Linked DNA regions of Mus musculus: region 2 is linked to region 1. The links are chromatin contacts, called in public Hi-C maps. All regions are on one chromosome and are shown on one strand. Each heading gives the region's core, a stretch centred on a gene start, on an enhancer-like site or on the middle of the called end of the contact. The rest is flanking DNA. Distances are from core to core; before and after follow the strand shown.

What was found. A called contact is a pair of places that touch in the nucleus more often than the background predicts.
Region 2: a Hi-C map of liver shows a contact between it and region 1, with 3 times the contacts expected there. The contact joins two enhancer-like sites. A contact is called at or near these places in 1 of 39 promoter capture datasets (hippocampal neurons), 1 of 15 datasets of contacts at CTCF or cohesin (embryonic stem cells), 24 of 484 Hi-C or Micro-C datasets (the HPC-7 cell line, embryonic stem cells, induced pluripotent stem cells and 3 more), 1 of 115 datasets of contacts at active chromatin or transcription factors (embryonic stem cells) and 1 of 9 other capture datasets (embryonic stem cells).

What each region holds. Positions count from the first base shown.
Region 1 is chr10:119,064,220-119,068,770 of GRCm38.p6, forward strand. It overlaps Gm33861 (a long non-coding RNA gene), which reads right to left. Exons shown (of 4, transcript XR_380851.2): 4 at 3,186-3,489. Among named protein-coding and RNA genes, the nearest start is that of Gm33861, 9.7 kb to the right of the region's middle. Within about 2 kb of position 1,357, at least 142 of the 459 cell types and tissues checked have an H3K27ac peak or open chromatin away from gene starts, as enhancers often do. A contact at or near this core is called in liver, muscle stem cells and rod photoreceptor, where this site is marked.
Region 2 is chr10:119,158,829-119,163,368 of GRCm38.p6, forward strand. No RefSeq gene overlaps it. Among named protein-coding and RNA genes, the nearest start is that of Gm34045, 20 kb to the left of the region's middle. Within about 2 kb of position 3,278, at least 32 of the 459 cell types and tissues checked have an H3K27ac peak or open chromatin away from gene starts, as enhancers often do. A contact at or near this core is called in liver, muscle stem cells and rod photoreceptor, where this site is marked.

The DNA.
Region 1 (4,551 bases), core at 107-2,606:
TGTGTTTGCCTGTCTACCTATGTAGCCATGTCTCGATGCCCCCACCCAGGTCTCTGTGTTAATTATGCTCTACTCACAAAGGGTGTCCCTTATCACAAATAGTATGTACACTTCCCCTCCACTTGATAGGCTTATTTTTCCCAAAATCAGCCTGACTTCTTCCTCAACCCCGGCACTTCTGATGACATCATACCACCCAGCTTTTTATCTCGACACGCTGTCATTTCTAATGTTAATTTTAGCAATTTCATCAGTGGCCGTCAAGGAAATCAATATCCCACGTGGGCTAATCCCTGCCCTAGAGAAGAGCAGCTCTGCGACCCATCTTATTTGCTGATAGACTATCACACGAGAGGGTTTAGTCACTGGCTAATGCGATCCACCGCTGCGCTCTGCGTTCTGTCTCTGTGCTGGGCACTGATGGAGCCTGGAAATTAAAGATGAACAAGATGTGTCTTACTCTAAAGTGATTACTGACCCGTGGAGCAAGTTCTAGGCATTGTGGAAATTATTCATGAGGTGGGTAGGGCCAAGACTACCCTAGATCAGGGTGTCTTGAACTGTGGTCCCTCTGCCAACAATGGCACCATGACCTGGAAACTCATCTGATAAGAGCTTCCTTGGGCTCCTCTGACAACCCTGCTGTATTGGAGCTGTTCCTACAAAATTGATTTAGCATCCTTCCAGGGGTGTTGGCTGGGATAAGGGAGAGAAAGAACCTCCGGGTCTACACCACACACTCCCAACCTCTCTCTCCGTCTCCTCCTTCTTCTACAGAACTAGTAACATAGCCAGGGCACATCAGTCCAGAGAGACACTCCCCAAGATAAAGTAAAACACTGTCTTAGCACGTAAGGACCACACCGGACACCCTCTGCCTAGAACCAGAGAGATGCTTCTCGAAGATCAGCCGTGGTTCAGGCCACGCTGATGCGAACCCCTTCAGTGGACAAGAAAGCACGGAGGCTAAGATTGCCACTTTTGCCCCTGCTGCCTCGGAGGAAAACAAGCAATAGTCTCAGCTTGAGAACTCAAAGCGAAGGGACTCTGGGGCCATCGCGGTGTACGGGGGACCAGATCATGGTCTTAGCCCGTGAGTCCCGTGGCCCTGTGACTACTTTAAGTAAATTAAAGCACGCTGCTTTCTTTCTGGAATTCAAGGACAATGGATCCTGCCCATGGCAGACCTTGGCAGACCTCTCAGAACTCCTGGCCACTGGGTTTTTTTGTTTTGTTTTGGGTTTTTTTTTTTTTTTTTGGCTTCTTGCCACGTGTCATTAGTGACCTATTTTCCCTGCTGTGAGCTCAGCCATATCGAAGGCCCCTGAATCAGCAGTTTCTCCTCCACTTTGCTGGCTCCAGGCTGGTGAAACCGACACTAGCGTCACAGAGCATGCCACCTCGTATGCTCTCCCTCCCGTCCTCGGGGGAGGCGGAGAGCACGTGATCCTGATAAAGACGTAGGCTTTGACCTGAGGCTGCCTGGGAGAGCCCAGCTGTCGTGCCTCCTCCAGATAAACCGCTGAACCTGGGATTATTTTAGCTGAATAAGTAATCAGAACTAAAAATAGCCTTAAACTGCCTGGGCTTTGTTTAAACCCTGCCCAGGTGGGAAAGATAAGGTTTTTTGTTTTGTTTTGTTTTTTTAAATATAATCTAATTACAAAAGCATATTTTAAAACACTTTACTCCAAAATGCAAAAACTACTTTTACAACACGCCTATTTGGAATATAGTGCTCAGTTAATCTGGCTCTCTGAAAAAAAGAAAATGCCGTCATTTGAATTGCATACCGAGTTGAGATTACCAGTTGTTAAAAGCAACCAGAAATTGTGCTTAAACCTTCTAGGGATATCTTCAAACATAAATCCACGTGGGAAAATTACCCTTTGCTGCTTTAAAAACCAGCAAAAGCGAGCTTGCTGCCAGGCCTATTAATCTAGAAGCCACGTCCCACTAGAGGGCGCTGTCCTGGTCCGTCCTTCTCAGCCTCAGCGGCTTCCTGCTTTGTCCCTTTGCAGAGTGCTTCTTTTTTTTTTTTTTTTTTTTTTTTTTTTTTTTTTTGTTTTTTTTTGTTTTTTTTTTTTGTTTTTTTTTTTTTTCCATTTTTTATTAGGTATTTAGCTCATTTACATTTCCAATGCTATACCAAAAGTCCCCCTTACCCACCCACCCCCACTCCCCTACCCACCCACTCCCCCCCTTTGGCCCTGGCGTTCCCCTGTACCGGGGCACACAAAGTCTGCGTGTCCAATGGGCCTCTCTTTCCAGTGATGGCCGACTAGGCCATCTTTTGATACATATGCAGCTAGAGTCAAGAGCTCAGGGGTACTGGTTAGTTCATAATGTTGTTCCACCTATAGGGTTGAAGATCCCTTTAGCTCCTTGGGTACTTTCTCTAGCTCCTCCATTGGGAGCCCTGTGATCCATCCATTAGCTGACTGTGAGCATCCACTTCTGTGTTTGCTAGGCCCCGGCATAGTCTCACAAGAGACAGCTACATCTGGGTCCTTTCGATAAAATCTTGCTAGTATATGCAATGGTGTCAGCGTTTGGATGCTGATTATGGGGTGGATCCCTGGCTATGGCAGTCTCTACATGGTCCATCCTTTCATCTCAGCTCCAAACTTTGTTTCTGTAACTCCTTCCATGGGTGTTTTGTTCCCACTTCTAAGGAGGGGCATAGTGTCCACACTTCAGTCTTCATTTTTCTTGAGTTTCATGTGTTTAGGAAATTGTATCTTATATCGTGGGTATCCTAGGTTTTGGGCTAGTATCCACTTATCAGTGAGTACATATTGTGTGAGTTCCTTTGTGATTGTGTTACCTCACTCAGGATGATGCTCTCCAGGTCCATCCATTTGGCTAGGAATTTCATAAATTCATTCTTTTTAATAGCTGAGTAGTACTCCATTGTGTAGATGTACCACATTTTCTGTATCCATTCCTCTGTTGAGGGGCATCTGGGTTCTTTCCAGTTTCTGGCTATTATAAATAAGGCTGCTATGAACATAGTGGAGCATGTGTCCTTCTTACCAGTTGGGGCTTCTTCTGGATATATGCCCAGGAGAGGTATTGCTGGATCCTCCGGTAGTACTATGTCCAATTTTCTGAGGAACCGCCAGACTGATTTCCAGAGTGGTTGTACAAGCCTGCAATCCCACCAACAATGGAGGAGTGTTCCTCTTTCTCCACATCCTCGCCAGCATCTGCTGTCACCTGAATTTTTGATCTTAGCCATTCTCACTGGTGTGAGGCAGGGCTGGGGCGCGTTTCATCGTCACAACAATTCCTTCCTCCCTCTAGAGACACAGCCCCACCCAAGCAGTGCACCTGGCGGCCCCTCTGGGGCTATTTCTTCCTGCTCCGTGTTTTGTTTCTATCTCTTCTTTTCTGGCTCAGAAGTTACAATGAGCACCTACTGAAAGTCATTCAGAGAAGATGGACCAGCTTAGCTAGGAAGCAAATTGACCCTGCTGCGTCTGGATTCTAGGGAAACAGAAGGAAGACATGAGATGATGGATGAATCAAGTTATTCATTCGGGACCATTAAACACACGACAGGCGACAGATCCCGGAGAAGACCTCTTCTGTCTCAATACACTCCCACCCCACCGTGTGGAGTTTCTCACTCTCTGAGATTCAGTCTTCCCATTTGGAAGCATAAGATAACAAGATACCAACCCCAGCAATCAGTTCTTATCTTGGGTACTTTTGAGGGTCGTTTTTATTATTTGTATGTGTTCATTTGAGTGTATCTGTGTTATGAGTGTACAGGTGCCCACAGAGGCCAGAAGAGGGCGCCACTACGATCCCCTTGGAGCTGGAGTTACAGGGATTATAAGCCACTAGACACCAGCGCTGGGAGGTGAACTCAGATCCTCTGGACGAGTGGGAAGTGATCTTAACTCCTGAGCCATTTCTCATGCCACCTTCCTTTGGTGTTTTGAGACATGGTCTTGCTATGTCGCCTGGACTGGCCTCCAACTTGGCACCTGATGCTACTGTCTCCTGAGATCTGGAGTTACAGATGAATAGTCCTGTGCTTGGGTTTGGCTACATTGACTGTTCTGAGCTAAAATAATAACATATTGCCTTGTTCATACATTCCTGTCGTGGAACAATGTAAACAAAGTATCCATTCCTAGGGCGGAAGCATTAGTAGGGAGACAGGGAACTCTGAGTTAGATTCAGTCCGAATTCTTACTGTTGTTACTGTTAACTCATCTTTCAGGCACATGAACATTAGGTTTACTCTGGCAGACACTCAAGTGGCAAGCACTTTGAGAGTTCTTGCAAGGATGCTTACTACAGAATTCAGAGTGTTAACTATCCCGTATAGGCACCTTTAATTGTATAATTTGTTATTGTACGTTCATTGAAATGATGCAGAAAAAAATTCAAAATAAGGCCAAGGAAAGGAACTGACAGAGGGAAAAGAGATCAACACATGTCATAAACTGGCACTAAAAAAAAAAAAAAAAAAAAATGCAGCGTGTATACTACGGCATGGGTAATAACTCTAACCCTGACGCTGAAGAACCCAGAATT
Region 2 (4,540 bases), core at 2,028-4,527, 97 kb after region 1:
GGAAGCCTGCTTGTAGGCTTGCCTGGTCCAATGGGCAGTGTTCGCTCCTCTCTGTGACTCCCTCCACAAGAAGGAAGGCTTCTGCTCCATGGTTGCTCTTCCTTCTGAAGCCACTTTGGCTCTACAGCTGTATCTCCTATAATATTTTGGTCAGTGATGGATCCAATATGTAACGGTGGTTCCATAAGAACATAAAGGAGCATAAAATTATGGCTGCTTAGTGATGTCATGGTCATTGAGCACTCCAGAGTCTAACGTGGAACTCACAAGTTTGTAGTGATGCCATTAAGACAAAACCACTGCACAGCCGCTCATGTAAGAGTAAAGCTGTCATACACAGCATGTAGTACTTGATAATGATGATGTTACTAGTTTATGTAGTGGCTTGATTACACCTTTTACCATGTAAGAGGGTCTGCTTTTTATAGTTTGTTTTTTTTTTTTAAGAAGATTGTAGGGGGTTGATCTAGTGCTACTATGTATTCAGATGCTAAATACTGACCTCTAAGATCTGGTTGCCCTGACTAGGAGATCCTAACATAGACCAGCTTTTGTTATATAAACCTTGCCTGTTTGACAAGTTATCCCTGATTGGTTAATAAAAATGCCTACGGCTTGAGTTGGGCAGAAGAGACCAAAGGTTCCCATGCTTGGGGTCTCAGACAAGGACAATAAGGGAGAGAGAGGAAGCAGGAAAAAGTCGTGGCCATGGAGCAGGTGGATCATGAACTGGTGGCCATGAGGGCTGGCCTGTTGGAGTAGGAGGTGGCCCAAGTGGAACATGGCCGATGACAGGTATCTCGAGGATCACCACAGGGAAGTAGACAAAATAGCATAGAGAGTTGCTATCAGCCCAGCTCTAGTGCTTTTAAGCTTACTATAAATCTATTTGGAAACTATATGGCCTGTCTTACTTAGGGTTTTCCTGCTGTGAACAGACGCTCTTATGAGGACAACATTTCTTTGGGGCTGGCTTACAGGTTCAGAGGTTCAGTCCATTATCATCAAGATGGGAGCATGGCAGCATCCAGGCAGGCATGGTGCAGGAGGAGCTGAGAGTTCTACATCTTCATCTGAAGGCTGCTAGCAGAATACTGGCTTCTAGGCAGCTAGGATGAGGGCCTTATAACCCACAACCACAGTGACACATCTACTCTCACAGGGTCATACCTTTTAAGCACTCCTTGGGCAGAGCATATACAAACCATCACATGGTCTAAGTGGGGTAGAAATCCAAAATAATATTTACTACAGCAGAAATCTACCATGTGACAAAAGCTGTGCAAGGCCACACATCTCCTGTTCCGTGTGTCACTTTAATAAAGGTGCCTAGCTCTGGAATCCCAGTTGGGTACACTCACACCATCGTAAGACAAAAGGCAAAGTGAGTTTATATGAAACTTGATTGGAGTATGAACGCAGAGAACCAGTTCTTCCTACCCTCACCCTCACAGAAATGCTACCGTATTAAAAGCCAGGAGATACGTGTGTGTAGACTCACCCAGGCTACGAGATAAAGCCCAGAGGAGAGCTATGTTGAAATTCTGGTTTTGCAAGGCCTGTTGAAGGCCTGCCAGGAACTTGAGATTCAGAAGGGCAGTTTCTGTTCCCAGTAAAACATGTCCTGTAAGGAGCTTTGCCTTAGGGTTTCTACTGCTGTGAAGAGACGCCATGACCAAAGCAACTCTTAAAAGGAAAACATTTCATTGAGATTGGCATACATGTTCAGAGTTTCAGTCCACTGTTGGAAGAGGTTCAGTCCATTGGCAGGAAGCATGGCAGAGCACAGAGAGACATGGTGCTGGAGAAGAAGCAGAGAGCTCTACATCTGGCTGGGCAGGCAGCAGGAAAAGAAAGTGAGCCCCTGGGCCTGGCTTGAGCTTCTGAAACCTCAAAGCCCACCCCAAGTGAAACACACTTCCTCCAGCAAGGCCATACCTATTCCAACAAGGCCACACCTCCTCATAGTGCCACTCCCTATGGGCCTATGGTGGGGGGGGGGGATTTTCTTTCAAACCACCACAGGCTGGAATTAAAAAGGTCAGCTTATCCAATGAGTGTGAACCGGGGCTAGGGGCGTGGCTTAGGCAGGAAAGTGATTGTCTTCTAACCCAAGCACTGAATATGTTCTCTAATATATGTGTTAGAAAGAGAAAAGGGAGATGGCTCTGCCAGAGGTCCTGAGTTCAATTCCCAGCAACCACATGGTGGCTCACAACCATCTGTAATGGGATCTGATGCTCTCTTCTGGTGTGTCTGAGGACAGCTACAGTGTACTCACATACATAAAATAAATAAATCTTTTTAAAAAGAGAGAGAAAAACAAACAGAGAGGGAAGTGGGGAGAGAAAGAGAGAGGAGGAGGGAGGGAAAAAGGAAGGAAGGAGGGAGGGAGGGAGGGAGGGAGGGAGGAAGGAAGGAAGGAAGGAAGGAAGGAAGGAAGGAAGGAAGGAAGAAGCTGACATGAAGAGGTATGGTGTGATAGTCTATGCCTATAATCCCAGTATTTGGGAAGCTCAGGCAGGTGGATCAGCAGTTTGAGGTCTACATAATAGGGTATTGTTTTCCCCTCTCAAAAATTTTTGTTTTGATTTCTTACTTTAAAGGGACCCCATGAGGTCTTCATTGCGTCAAGCATCTTCATGAGTATTTGACCTCGGCCCAGCAAGTGTGTGATAAGAACATCTACCCTTCACACAAAGACATGGACTTGTGTGAGTTTGTCAGAGTGACTCCCTGCCATCAGGTACCCTAGCACCTCCTTCTGAACCTAAGAATTGTCCCACAGAAGGGACAATCAAAGTGGCATGTCTCAGAAATATACAAATAATTCCAACCACTTAGTTTTTCTAAATGTGGAAATCAGTGATGAAATTTTTTTTCAGGTGAGAGAATTGCACCAGAGAAATATTTTAATACCTCAGATCTAAGAATTCACATACTGCCAAGGAACAAGGAAAAGAAAAAAAAAAAGAAAGGAAGGAAGGAAGGAAGGAAGGAAGGAAGGAAGGAAGAAAGAAAGAAAGAAAGAAAGAAAGAAAGAAAGAAAGAAAGAAAGAAAGAAAGAAAGAAAGAAAGGATTTGCATAGTGACCATAGATACTTACAGACACTAGAGGGCAGGATACATGGTTTTATGTTTTGTCAAATTTTCATCTGTTTTCAATTTTAATAAGAATGCAGGCCAGGCTTCCTTTCAGACAGTAAGGGAGAGCACAGTGCTGCACACAGCATGATGCAGACTCACACTGGACTTTGGAGGAGGGAGGGAGGGAAACCACAGAGAGAAGCAAAGGGGACAGCAAGCAGCTCGAGTGATCTACTGATTGAGCGACGGCTTCTGCAGAATCAACCACCTGTGATTTCCTAACGTAGAACCTTTGACCTTGACTTTGGCAGCACAGGGGAGAGTCTTTTCTCATCGATGCCAGGAGAGTCTCTATAATCAGTTACACGGTTGCTGTCTCCTGCTGTTCTGCTTGTCTACCAGGATTCGGCCCGTTACTTCTTACAACTCAGAGCTGAAAAGAAAGTGATTTTAAAAATTTCCCCCAACGTTTCAGAAGACAGTAGCTCAGGTTTGTCATGCCTTCAGATAAATGAATTCAGACTTATTTGGGATGATAGGACTTGACCTCACACGTGAGCATCCATGTTCATGTGTGCATCTGTGTGCGTGTGTGTGTGTGTGTGTGTGTGTGTGTGAATGCATGCTACCATGTGTCAGTCCCCTCAGAGAAAGCCCTCTGCTATCTTTATACAGTGAAAGTGACAAACGGCCTCTCCCTCTCTGTCCTAAGAGTATCAATGCTATTAACAAAAGAGGCTCAATCTCAAAACGTCATAGTCAGCTGAAGGCTCCACATCTAATTCTTTTATCCGATGAGATGTTTCTTGGTGTGTTGCCCAGTCTGCTGGTGTTAAGTCATCTTCCAGGCCCAGCTTCCTAAAAAGGTGGGTTACAGGTGAATGCTACCACGTCCACTTTATTTATTCTTTTCTTTTTTCTTTTCGTGTGTGTGTGTGTGTGTGTGTGTGTGTGTGTGTGTGGTAGTGTGTGTGGGCAGGGGTTGTTTCAAGACAAAAGTTTTTTCTGTGTAGCCCTGGCTATCCTGAAACTTGCTCTGTAGACCAGAGACCAAGCCAACCTCAAACTCGGCGACCTGCCTGCCTCTGCCTCTCAAGTGCTGGAACTAAAGGTGTATGACCACCTCCCCCCATTACTTTATGGTTTTCAAAGAAGGGCTAGAAGCCAGAGCCTCGCATGCACTAGGCAAGTGCTCTGCCACTAAGCCCCACCCTGCTCTGCAACTGTCTGCTCCTATCGATCTTTTTAAAATGTACGCACATGTGCTTCCTAAGGGTTCCCAGCATAGAGATCGGCCCTGAAGATCCAGAGCAGAAGTAAGCGGCAGAGCAGCATGGCCATTGCACAGCCCTGCTCACGCAGGATCGAGCTCTGCTTCCATTCCGGGGTTCCCACTTGATGTGGCAAGAACTGCAATATGGATGTGGCTTCCAAGCCCTGCATAACCTAACTC